Linked DNA regions of Sus scrofa: all the other regions are linked to region 2. Evidence: chromatin contacts called from public Hi-C and promoter capture Hi-C data. All regions are on one chromosome and are shown on one strand. The core of a region is the stretch at or near the end of the contact, and the rest is flanking DNA. Distances in the headings are between cores, read along the strand shown.

Evidence for each region. Promoter capture Hi-C pulls out the DNA fragments that hold promoters and counts their contacts. A called contact is a pair of places that touch in the nucleus more often than the background predicts.
Region 1: a contact with region 2 is called in a promoter capture Hi-C map of fetal liver, with 3 times the contacts expected there. The contact joins the promoter of LRRC8C here to the promoter of LOC110260386 in region 2. A contact is called at or near these places in 1 of 5 promoter capture datasets (fetal liver) and 1 of 2 datasets of contacts at active chromatin or transcription factors (alveolar macrophages).
Region 3: a contact with region 2 is called in a Hi-C map of fetal skeletal muscle, with 2.6 times the contacts expected there. The contact joins the enhancer-like site here to the promoter of LOC110260386 in region 2. A contact is called at or near these places in 2 of 5 promoter capture datasets (fetal liver and liver), 11 of 47 Hi-C or Micro-C datasets (embryonic fibroblasts, epiblast stem cells, fetal skeletal muscle and 6 more) and 2 of 2 datasets of contacts at active chromatin or transcription factors (alveolar macrophages and skeletal muscle).

The regions. Positions count from the first base shown.
Region 1 is chr4:127,077,501-127,081,577 of Sscrofa11.1, reverse strand. LRRC8C (volume-regulated anion channel subunit LRRC8C) reads left to right here and starts at 2,536. Exons shown (of 3, transcript XM_001929205.6): 1 at 2,536-2,653. LRRC8B (volume-regulated anion channel subunit LRRC8B) reads left to right here. Exons shown (of 7, transcript XM_013997404.2): 5 at 479-1,641; 6 at 1,644-2,653. The coding sequence starts at 507.
Region 2 is chr4:126,716,365-126,720,290 of Sscrofa11.1, reverse strand. It overlaps LOC110260386 (DBIRD complex subunit ZNF326-like), which reads left to right and starts at 2,446. Exons shown (of 4, transcript XM_021090293.1): 1 at 2,446-2,595. The coding sequence starts at 2,580. It overlaps LOC102159118 (a long non-coding RNA gene), which reads right to left and starts at 2,334. Exons shown (of 3, transcript XR_002343632.1): 1 at 933-2,334; 2 at 1-50.
Region 3 is chr4:127,148,246-127,152,058 of Sscrofa11.1, reverse strand. It overlaps the pseudogene LOC106510236. Among named protein-coding and RNA genes, the nearest start is that of LRRC8B, 14 kb to the right of the region's middle. Within about 2 kb of position 1,953, at least 23 of the 83 cell types and tissues checked have an H3K27ac peak or open chromatin away from gene starts, as enhancers often do. A contact at or near this core is called in embryonic fibroblasts, fetal skeletal muscle and skeletal muscle, where this site is marked.

The DNA of each region.
Region 1 (4,077 bases), core at 1,287-3,786, 360 kb before region 2:
GAAACACCACTCTTAACGGGAACTGATGCTTCGGACATGGGAGTAGAATGTGAGAAAGAGCTTCTCCAGGCTGTTTGGAAAGTGCAACATGGGCTTGTTAGAAATGAGTAGCTTAAGAACGAGGATTCCGAATGTTAACTGCAGAAAACTCAGCTTCTGCTTGTGCGTAGCTTAGCATGGAGTGGAGATGCAGGGAAAAAAACTGCACGGTCGCCTTCCATCCTGCCCCCAAGACCTGCACAGATCCAGCCTGGCTCTCTTGCAGGGGGTCTCTCCTCTCAGGGGCTTCATGGTGCCCAGGCGGGATCCCGCCCAAGGGTTGGAAAGAAACCCAAAGCCTCGGAGAGCGTTGCATCCTCGGCCCCGCCTCCCAGGGTTTTGGCCCCGGAGCCAAACCCTGGCTGGAGAGGCCCAGCCTTAGCCAGCCGTGAAGCTTGTTTGGGTCCCTGCCTCAGCGGCCTTTCTTTTCCTCCTGCAGTTCCCGCGTCCTCCTCCAAGGGCAAGTCATGATTACACTAACGGAGCTGAAGTGCTTGGCCGACGCGCAGTCGTCTTACCACATCCTCAAGCCGTGGTGGGACGTCTTCTGGTATTACATCACCCTGATCATGCTGCTGGTGGCCGTGCTGGCCGGAGCCCTGCAGCTCACGCAGAGCCGGGTCCTGTGCTGTCTTCCGTGTAAGGTGGAGTTGGACCGCCCCTGCGCCGGGCCTTGGGACGTCCTGAAAGCCAGCGTGAACGCGTCCTCCTCCGCTCCCGGGCCGCCGCTGCCGCTCCCGCTGCCCCTGAGGATCCAGAACGACCTCCACCGCCAGCAGTACTCGTACATCGACGCCGTCTGCTACGAGAAGCAGCTCCACTGGTTCGCCAAGTTCTTCCCCTACCTGGTGCTCCTGCACACGCTCATCTTCGCCGCCTGCAGCAACTTCTGGCTGCACTACCCCAGTACCAGCTCCAGGCTCGAGCACTTCGTGGCCATCCTCCACAAGTGCTTCGACTCCCCGTGGACCACCCGCGCCCTGTCCGAGACGGTGGCCGAGCAGTCGGGGAGGCCCCCGGCGCTCTCCAAGTCCAAGGTCCTGCTGGCGTCCTCGGCGTGTTCGGCGGACGCGGACTGCACCAAGCAGCCCCTGCCCTACCCGCAGCCCGGCCTGGAGGCGGCCGGCCTCGAGAGCCCGACTTCCAGCGTCCTGGACAAGAAGGAGGGCGAACAGGCCAAAGCCATCTTCGAGAAGGTCAAAAGGTTCCGGCTGCACGTGGAGCAGAAGGACGTCATTTACAGGGTGTACTTGAAGCAGATCATCGTCAAGGTCATTCTCTTTGTGCTCATCGTAACGTACGTGCCCTACTTTTTGACCTACATCAGCCTGGAAATCGACTGTTCCGTGGACGTGCAGGCTTTCACGGGGTACAAGCGCTACCAGTGCGTCTACTCCCTGGCGGAGATCTTCAAGGTCCTGGCTTCCTTCTACGTCGTCTTGGTCCTCCTGTACGGGCTCACCTCCTCCTACAGCCTGTGGTGGATGCTGCGGAGCTCCCTGAAGCAGTACTCCTTTGAGGCGCTGCGCGAGCAGAGCAACTACAGCGACATCCCCGACGTGAAGAACGACTTTGCCTTCATCCTGCACCTGGCCGACCAGTACGACCTCTTTACGCCAAACGCTTCTCCATCTTCCTGTCCGAGGTCAGCGAGAACAAACTGAAACAGATCAACCTCAACAACGAATGGACGGTGGAGAAACTGAAAAGCAAGCTGGTGAAGAACTCCCAGGACAAGGTAGAGCTGCATCTGTTCATGCTCAGCGGGCTTCCAGACAACGTCTTCGAGCTGACGGAAATCGAAGTGCTGAGCCTGGAGCTGATCCCCGAGGTCAAGCTGCCCCCCGCCGTCTCGCAGCTGGTCAACCTCAAGGAGCTGCACGTGTACCACTCCTCCCTGATGGTCGACCACCCCGCCCTGGCCTTTCTGGAGGAGAATTTAAAAATCCTCCGCCTGAAATTTACCGAGATGGGGAAGATTCCGCGCTGGGTGTTTCACCTGCGGAACCTCAGGGAGCTGTACCTGTCGGGCTGTGTTCTCCCTGAGCAGGTGAGCACCGTGCAGGTGGAGGGCTTTCAGGACCTGAAAAACCTGAGGACCCTGCACTTGAAGAGCAGCCTCTCCCGGATCCCGCAGGTCATCACAGACCTGCTGCCTTCGCTGCAGAAGCTGTCCCTTGACAACGAGGGCAGCAAACTGGTCATGCTGAACAACTTGAAAAAGATGGTCAACCTGAAAAGCCTGGAGCTGATCAGCTGCGATCTGGAACGCATTCCACACTCCATTTTCAGCCTGAACAATCTGCATGAGTTAGACCTCAAAGAAAACAACCTGAAGACCGTGGAAGAGATCATCAGCTTTCAGCACCTCCAGAACCTTTCCTGCTTAAAGTTGTGGCACAATAACATCGCTTATATTCCTGCCCAGATTGGGGCATTAGCGAATCTAGAGCAGCTCTCCCTGGACCATAATAACATTGAGAACTTGCCCCTGCAGCTTTTCCTGTGCACCAAACTGCACTATCTGGATCTAAGCTATAACCACCTGACCTTCATCCCGGAAGAAATCCAGTATCTGAGCAATTTGCAGTACTTTGCTGTGACCAACAACAACGTAAGTAGCTCCCTTTACTTGGTCTCTCGCTGAGCATCTATCTGCTCTTAGACAGGGTGTGATGTAGGCAAAGATAACGGACTTTAGGTCATACTAATAACCTGAGCTTGGCCTGACTACCACTTATTAGACATGTGACCACGGACCGAGGGTCAAAACGCTGAGCATTAGTTTTTCATCTAACTCACAAGTTGTCGTGAGATTTGGTGAAAAAAAAAATATATATAAACATGGGGCACAATTCCTGGCACGTAGTAGTTGCTCAACAAACATTCTTTTATTCTCCTGGTTGGGTTTTTACATAAACATTCCAGTTGAAGTATTTTAAACGAATTAATTAGTGATGGCAGGGCTTACTTTCCTTTTGGAAAAGTCTTAAGTTTTTAGAAAGTTTCATAAAACGTTTCAGCTTTCCAAATCTGTCATGGAGAACGTTTTGTTAAAAATACCGCCGTCATGAATTATTCATAAATCCTTTTTTTGCGATGCAGTACGAAAGACTTGAAATCTCCACGCGTGTCTAGAAAGACAATTTGAAATGAAAGGTCTGGCTCTATCATGCAACACTAGGGCTTCTTAGCGTTTTCCAGCATTTAAAAATGAACCGTAATTTGCTGACAGTAAAGCTTAGCTAAGGAAAACTGGACTTTGCTGAAGCAAGAAAAAACAAAATAAATGAGTAGTTTCCTAGGTTAAAATGTGAAGGAGGAAAAAAGATAAAAAAAAAAAAAAAAAAAAAAAAAGGAAAAAGTCACGCTGGCTGAAAGGGTGGAAACAAGGGAAAAAAAACCTGTCAGAAATCAGTCTGCCAAGAGAGGAGAGTGACCCTCCTCTGGTAAAAATGGGACCGGTTTTCCTCGGCCCTACCCTAAAAGGTATTCGCTCTTAGACTTTTTGCAATTCACATGTCATGCTAAGTACAGCTCTGACGGAGCATGGCGTTGGCTAATAAACATACTAATCACCAGATGTATTTTCAGAAACCGTGGATTGTTGGGAAAATACCAGAGAGCTGGAGAAGGAGAACAAAATCCATGCTGACTTTTAGAATGCTATGCCTTCACTCACTGTAAAGGGTAGAACCCATGATAAGATTTAAAAAAAAACAAACAAACAAACTTCAGGTCTTAAAAGGATTATGAGGTTTTAAAACTCAAAGCTTTAAGATTGATCTAGATTCCCAGAGTACATCAGAATTACCTGAAGGGCTTGTTAAAACTCAGATTTCTGTGCCCCCGTCTGCAGCCAGCGGGTCTAATTCAGTAAGTAGGTCTGGTGTAAATCCAAGAGTTTGCATTTCTGAAAACCTCAGCTGGAGCTGATGCTGCTGCTCTAGCGATCCTCCTCTGACAACTACCCGTCTAGAGATGTGTCCTTACTGCCGTTTAATGATGCAGTTGATTAACAGTAGCGTTTTGGTTACA
Region 2 (3,926 bases), core at 1,197-3,696:
TCGGGTTTCGGGGCTGGGATGGTGCGCGCATGCGCACAGGCGACACACAGCTAGAAAGAGGGCCCAAGACCTTAGGTTGCAAACTCGTTCCTTCGCCGCGATAACAAAAAAAAAAAGGTCAAGATGTCAGGGAGAGCTCAGTTTTCATTGTTAAGCATGTGTGCTTGGCACTCAGGATACAAGGACGACTTGGGTCTGATCGCAAAGGGTTTTTGGTGTGGAGAGGTGAAAAGCCAAACAGAATATTCGAAGCAAGGGAGGTGGTGCTTGAGCAGAGGTTGGCCCAGGGAAAGTTTAATAGCCCCCAGGGTCTTGCTACTCCAAGTGCAGTTTGACCAGCCCCAGCATCTCCTGGGGACTCTCCAGCTCCAACCCAGACTGACTGGGTGTGGAAGCGTTACCGAGATTCCCTACCTGAATCACACTCACTGGTCTAGGGGGTGGGGATGGGACGTGGGAACATTTCTTGGAGAAAATAAATTCTGCGCCGTGTTTTGAGGATGAGTAGGGTTAACCAGGGGCATTCCAAGCAGAGAGAAAAACAAGCAAAAGTGCAGTGTAATGAAAAGCATAGGATGTTCTGGGAACTGCAAGTAGCTTAAAACTGCCAATCAAAAGGGAGAGAGTAGAGGAGAGAGAAAGAGGGAGACGTGTGGGAAGATGGCAGGTCAGGCAGGGGCCAGATCCAGCTGGATGTGCTCTACTTTTTTTTTTTTTTTCTTTTTAGGGCTGCACTCTCAGGGCGTATGGAGTATCCCAGGCTAGGGGTCGAATCAGAGCTGTAGCCGCTGGCCTACATCACAGCCACAGCAACTCAGGATCTGAGCCATGTCTGTGACCTACACAGCTCATGGCAACGCCCGATCCTTAACCCACTGAGCGGGGCCAGGGATGGAACCTGTGTCCTCATGGATCCTTGTTGGGTTTGTTACCTTCAGGCTACGACAGGAACTCCAGGGTGGATGTGCTCTATCTTAAGGAACTTCGCCTTCACCTAATCCATGATAGAGACGCACGATGTGTTCAGATTTGCATTTAGATCACTGCCGACCCAGGAGTCTGAGAAGGTCAAGGTGGAAAGGCAGAGAAACCGTTTAGGAAGCTATGAAGGTAGTTTGGGAGAGAGGTAATGAGAGCCTAATTCACATAGTCCAGGGGGGTTGGAGAGGAGATGGCAAGCCTAAGACATTTTCAGAGCTAATAAGCAGATGAAAGACTTCCGTGTAAATTGGGGGTGGGAGGATGGGAGAGGGTGGAATCCTGAAAGGATGAGTCGCAGGCTTCTGGCTGGGATTAGTGGGTGGGAGGTTACTCATGACGCCACCAGCAGAGATGAAAGAATGAAGGAGGATGAGCAGGTTGGAGGAGGGAAATTATGAGTTCAGTTTTTCAACACGTTACACTCAGGTGAATAAAAAATATGTATAGGAGGGAAAAAAGAAGAAAACAGTGCAAGGGTGGAGAACTGGGTGACTCAATGTGGGTGGAGAAGGAAAGTGATGGGGAAGACACAGTGCCCTGCCCAGATTTGGGGCTCCAGTGATATCGGTGAGTTTTTCCTTCAGTCCTGTTTCCAGAGGCTGCCTTTTTGGAACTTGATTCCAGCAACTAGTTGGACCCCAAAGAAGGGCAAACGGCTTGAATCATGATGTGCTCTCCTGTGACCAACTCACTATTGACACGATTTGCTCTATTTAATTTTTTTTTTTTCTAATCTGGAGTTCAAGCTGCTCCAGGGTTGGAATGACCAAACGGTTGTCTTTCCCCACATTGCCTTGTGGGTGAATAACGTTGCCCACTGCCCCTTGCGCTATTTCCAAAGTGGCAATGCAGTGCAAATGCTATTACGTATGTGCGCTTGCCCGACGTTGTCCTTCAAGTTCTGGGTGACTCCTGCCACAAATCTTCCCTGTCTGTTAAGCTTTACAACGCTTTTACTTCTCACTTGGACGTTCAGAACGTAATCCTAGACTGTCTTGAATCATACCGATCATGGTTCTCTACTTCGCAGTCTGTTCGCCTCTGTTTCCTGAGTTCTAAAAACGTTTCGGACTTGTGCGCCTCCAACGGCAGAAACTCCGTAAGAACTGTACATTTTCCGATCAGGCGTCATCAGCCAATAAAAAGCGAAAGGTCGGCACGTGGTGTATTAGTTCGGGCAGGAGAAGGTATTCCAACCGGATCCTTTCGCTTTTGCCAGAATCAAACATGGCGGGCCGCGGGCGGTCCTTCCAGAACACGGCGCGCTCTCTGCCGTGACCCCGGCCGGTCGGCGGGGCTCCCTTTTGTCACCTGCCTTTCCCCTCGGCCGCTCGCGAGGGTCGGCACGGGGAGCTTGACAGCCGACCTGCTTCCCGCCCCCACCCGGGGCCCGCCCACCAGGCCGCGCCGGCCAATCGCAGGCCGCGCTGCGGCGGCGGCGGCCGGCCCCGCCCCCAGCCTCGCCGTGGCCTGCGGCTCCGGGCCGGTGGCGCCGCTGTCGGTCGCGCTGACTGCTCGTGTGGACCCCGGGTCGCGGGCGCTCGCTGCCGGCCGCCGCTCAGCCCCCGCCGCCGAGGCCGTCGGCCCGAGCCTCCGCCATGGACTTCGAGGACGGTGAGCGCGGCCCCGGCGGGTCCCCGCGGCGGGCGGGAGGCGGGCCGGCCTGGCCCCGGGCTGTTTACCGTCTCAAGATGGCCGAGTGGCTTTGTTCTGCGGCCGCGGCCGGGCTGGGCCTGGGGGACCGCGCGCCCGGCGCCCGTCCCGGCGCGTGACCGGGGGCTCCGCGCGGGCCCCGGCGCAGCAAGGGCGCGCCCAGAGCGCCGCGGCCTGGGCCCCAGGCCCGCCCCCGGCCCGGCCCGGCCGGCCCGGCCCAGCCCCACTGCGGGGACGCTGCCCGCCGCCCCCCACTTCCCGGCCCCGGCCCCGCGGGGTGGACGGTGCCCGCCGCCTCCCTCTTCCCGGCGCTGCCCCTCGGCGTGAACCTTGCCCTCCCCCATCCCGGCCCGGCCCGGCTTGCTGCGTGGACGGTGTCCGCCGCCTCCCACTTCCCGGCCCTGCCCCTCGGCGTGAACCTTGCCCGTCCCCACCCCGGCCCGGCCCGGCCCAGCCCGGCCTCACTGCGAGGACGCTGCCCGCCGCCCCCCACTTCCCGGCCCCGGCCCCGCGGGGTGGACGGTGCCCGCCGCCTCCCTCTTCCCGGCGCTGCCCCTCGGCGTGAACCTTGCCCTCCCCCACTCCGGCCCGGCCCGGCCTGCTGCGTGGACGGTGTCCGCCGCCTCCCACTTCCCGGCCCCAGTCCCTCGGCATGGACCTTGCCCACCGCCTCCGACTTCCCGGTCCCGGGCCGGGCGGGCACTGTCCCCGCCCCGTGGGCAGCGACCCAGATCGTTCTTCCAGTGAATCCTCGGCCCCGGGTGACTTGTCACGCTCAGGTTTCGGGTTGTCTTAGTTTAAGATGAGCTTAAAGGGCGTCTGGAAAGTGATGAGTGTGGATCCATCTGTACCCGATGGTGTTTCTGGTTAGCGGACGGGTGTTCATCCACCAGCAAACATTGCCCGGTCGTTAATCCCTCCTGTGAAATACTTCCGTGAACCAAGGCATTTTTCTCTGTTTAGGGTGTGGATGGGACTTAGGTTCAAGTCCCAGTCTGGGTTCTGGCCAGGTTCAAGTCGTAAGTGTTGTCAGTTTCACCGCATCAGATGCCCTTCAAATCAGACCTTTGCACAGACGCCTGGGTTGGACTTACTGTTTAAGTAAACTGTATTTTAGCAGCGCCTTTCACTCGTCTCTCAGGCCGGTTCTTTAAACCATTTTCATATGCTTACAAAGTAAAATTAACTTGGTCTTCACCTTGCCTTCAAATCTTGCCCAATAGGAATTGGCGTCAAGATAAAATGAGCACATAATGACAGCATTAGGGGGGCACGGGAGTGGGTGTGAGTGG
Region 3 (3,813 bases), core at 704-3,203, 430 kb before region 2:
GATGGCTGCGAGCATGTTAGAAAAAGGAACGACAAGTGAGAACAAATGACTGACTGTGTTGGTACACAGGTGAGAAGAACGAGGAAGGGGAAAGAAAACATTGGATCGGCTCTCTGGGCAGCTGGACAGCACTTGGCAGGAGACACAGCGAAAAAGAGTGGTTTGGGGAGGAGAGCCTCTGGTTGCCAAAACCCTGGAGAGGGAAGGAAGCCTGCACTTAGTCCTGGTTGGACAAGAGCTGGAACTGCTCCAAAGGGCTGCGGGGAGCATTGGTCCCACGCGGAGCATTTAACTCTCCGTCCAGGAGGGTTTTCCTACCGCCTCTTGGGAAAGAAGGCGTGGCATTGCTATTGGAGTCCAACCAAACTCCGGTCCATGGATTCTAGGCTCCACCACGGACGGACTTTGAGAAGATAACTAGTGTTTCTGAGTCTCAGTTTCCTCCCTTATAAAATGGGAATCTTTCTGCCTCCCCTGCAGGATTATGATGCTGATGCGAGAGACGTATGCCAATAACCACTGCAGGGCAGCACAGATGCTTGGCACACACCGAACAGAGGTACCATTGTGATTTGTGAGGAGCTGCAGGGAAAGACCTTCACGAGGCCAAGAAAAGGCCTGCGAGCTGTATTCCTAGTTCCTAGCAGAGTTCCTGGCACAGATAGGCAATCAACAAACATGTGTTGTGTCAATAAAGGAGTAAAACGATAAATAAATGAATCTCAGTGTTTTCATCTTAGGGCCCAGAATACAGCTACTTGCCTAAGAGAGGGCAGCAGATGTGCTCACTCCTGAGTGTCATCCCAAGTCCTGTCATTCTCTGTGTCCCACAGGGCCACAGGGCTTCAGGGTCTTGGCAGGCGCTGAGACAGGGGCCAGAACTGCTACTACTCTGGCAGGCTGGAGGACACACTGATGCCTTTTTTTTTTTTTTTTTTTTTGGTATTTTTTATTTTTAGGGCCGCATCTGCAGCATATAGAAGTTCCCCAGCTAGGGTTTGAGCTAGAGCTACAGCTGCCATCCACAGCCACAGCAGCGTGGGATCCAAGCTGTGTCTGCAAGGTACACCACAGCTCACCCTTAATCCACTGAGCGAGGCCAGGGATCGAACCCACATCCTTGTGGATACTAGTCAGGTTCATTACCACTGAGCACGATGGGCACTCCCAATGCACGGATGGTTTTAATACACAGGATTCATGCAATGTACTAGATGTCCCATCCAGGCCACTTCAGAATTTTCATGTGTCTAGAGAGTATTTGTCCAGGCTTTGCTCTTACTCTGGAGGTAGGGTGGATGAAGAGAAGGATAAACCAGTCATTTCACTGCCTGGATCCCTCAGCTACCTGAGTAACCTCTTGGTCCATGGCCTCACGGTGGCCTAAAGCTACTAAAGGACATAACTTGAATACAGATACTGGAAGTTCTGCAGAAGCATAGATGTGACATGACTACTTTGCAAATAAATTGAAATTGGAGAGAAGCAAGAGAAGGAGTTCCAGGAGTAGGCAGGGTGGATTAAAGGAAAGTCAGTACGGAATGAAATCACACAAGAAAAATGTTAGAGTCATGTGGCAAAAATCCTTCACCGCATTCTGGGAGATTGGCTATGCTCACTCCATATCAAGAATGTAATAAAATACAGCATTGTGATGGGCCAGAGATTTTGAACCCTGTGATTTTTTTTTCATAGAGAAGGAACAAAGAATTAGCTATACTGAGGGCATTTGAAGAGTATTTGAAACTAGCAAACGATGCCAACTCGCAGGGCAATTAATAAAATGTCTGAAGCCAGCAACACGGAGGGGAAACCAGATGCCTTCAGGGCCCCGCCCTTTGTGTGAGAGCTGAAGCCCCAGAGCCAAAACGAATACTAATGAAGAGAGCTGACTATCAAAATAGATGACTGGCGCTATCCTGGGGTAGTTGGTTCCGTTCCAACTCAAGCAGCAGACCAATCTGTGAGGCTCTAAGCTCTTTCTACAGCCTGGCACCAGGCAAAAATAGCCCATCTGTACTGCTGGGGATGGCACCAATGAGAGCAGATCGCAAATCTCTATTTACATAAGGACAGACTGCAACGGCTAAAATTACCCTGTATTTGGCATGGCCTCCTCAGAAAAACCGAGCATTTAATATGCCAGGAGGCTATAACTGGTCCAAGGAATCGTTTTCTTCATGCATGGTAAGTTTTCAGGGTTTTTCAAGAGACTCAACCCATAGTTTGCAAGAACCTAAATGGTTTTACCTTAAAGCGAGCTAAGGAGAAAAGTTATTTTACATATTGGTGGAGTACAACGATCTGCCCCTTTGCATTAAAAAAAATAAAAAGTTTATTTATTATTTCCTTCCCAAATCAAGGGTTTTTCTTAAAGTGTCCTTTCTTATGGTTGATGAATTTTTTTCAGGCCTTCACTGTGGAGTTCTATGGGTCTGGATTATAAACCGCTTTCCTTATTAGCTGGGGTTATTTGTGGGCCTCTGACCCTGATCTGCAGAGTAAGAATAAGAACACTCACCTCAAAAACTGGAGTTCCCGTCGTGGCTCAGCGCAAACGAATCTGACTAGCATCCACGAGGATGCAGGTTCGATCCCTGGCCTCCATCAGTGGGTTAAGGATCTGGCATTGCTGTGAGCTGTGGTGTAGGTCGCAGATGCAGCTCGGATCCCACATTGCTGTGGCTGTGGCTGGCAGCTGTAGCTCCAATTCGACCCCTAGCCTGGGAACTGCCATGGCCCCAAAAAGCAAACAACAACAACCCCTGCTGTGACGCTCAATGGGACACAGAGCACTTCGCAAAAAGTCAGAAAAATTAAATATGAAATGAATATTAGTTAACTCTGCCTCTTTCTTCTCTACTCTCAACGTTCCTAGAGAATCAAATACAATATTTTAAAATTTTAAAAGTAATTTGACCTAAACTTAGCACCTTGTCCAGATGGATGTAGTTTTCATGAAACAGCTCAGACAGGTAAATCTACGCAGCTGTCATGATTACGAGGTAAAGCTAGCGCATAAATTGAATTTTAAAAATCGAATTATTAGCAATGTTTTTAAATCAGAGTTCACAGTTTAAAAGAATCCTGTGAGGTAGTACCCTTGCTTGGAAAAAAAAAAAAAAAACACGTCATCATCCCTAATTAAGATGTTTCATAATGCTGGGTTTCTGGATCCTATACGAATACCTTGCCTAAAATGGAATATGTCTCTTCTTAGTTTTTGGTTAGCCTGTAATTACATGTCTACTCATCAATGTCCACAGACTTTGAAAAAGAGTATTGATTATATTTACTATATTTCATATCTAAAAACATATCTCATCAGGAATAGTTGATTTTTTTTAAATAATGGGGCCACTGTTACATTTCACTCATCCATGGAAAGGGCCTGCCTAATGTGTGTGTGTGTGTGTGTGTGTGTGTGTGTGCGCGCGCGCGCACGCACGTGTGTTATAACGTGGAATATAAACATACACTTCGCCTAGTACATAGTAGAGGCTTTCCGACTTTTTGTGACTGTTGATTTTAGCAAATATAAAAGCTATTGTCAGCACTGGCACTTCTCAAATGGATTTAACGAGGCAGAGTTCCAAGGGTTGGGAGGAGGAGAAATAAGACTGAAAGAAGGGAGACGGTCTTACCCCTCCCCTGAGAGTCTGGCGTTACGTAGGGCCCCTGAAGGTAAAAATTCTCCGCCAATGGAATACATCTGAGAGGAAACACAATGAAATATTAAAAAACGGAAGTAAGCAGGGTACAGACTATTTTCCTACCGGATTGTGTCCTAAAGTATAGTCCGTTGTTTTAGGT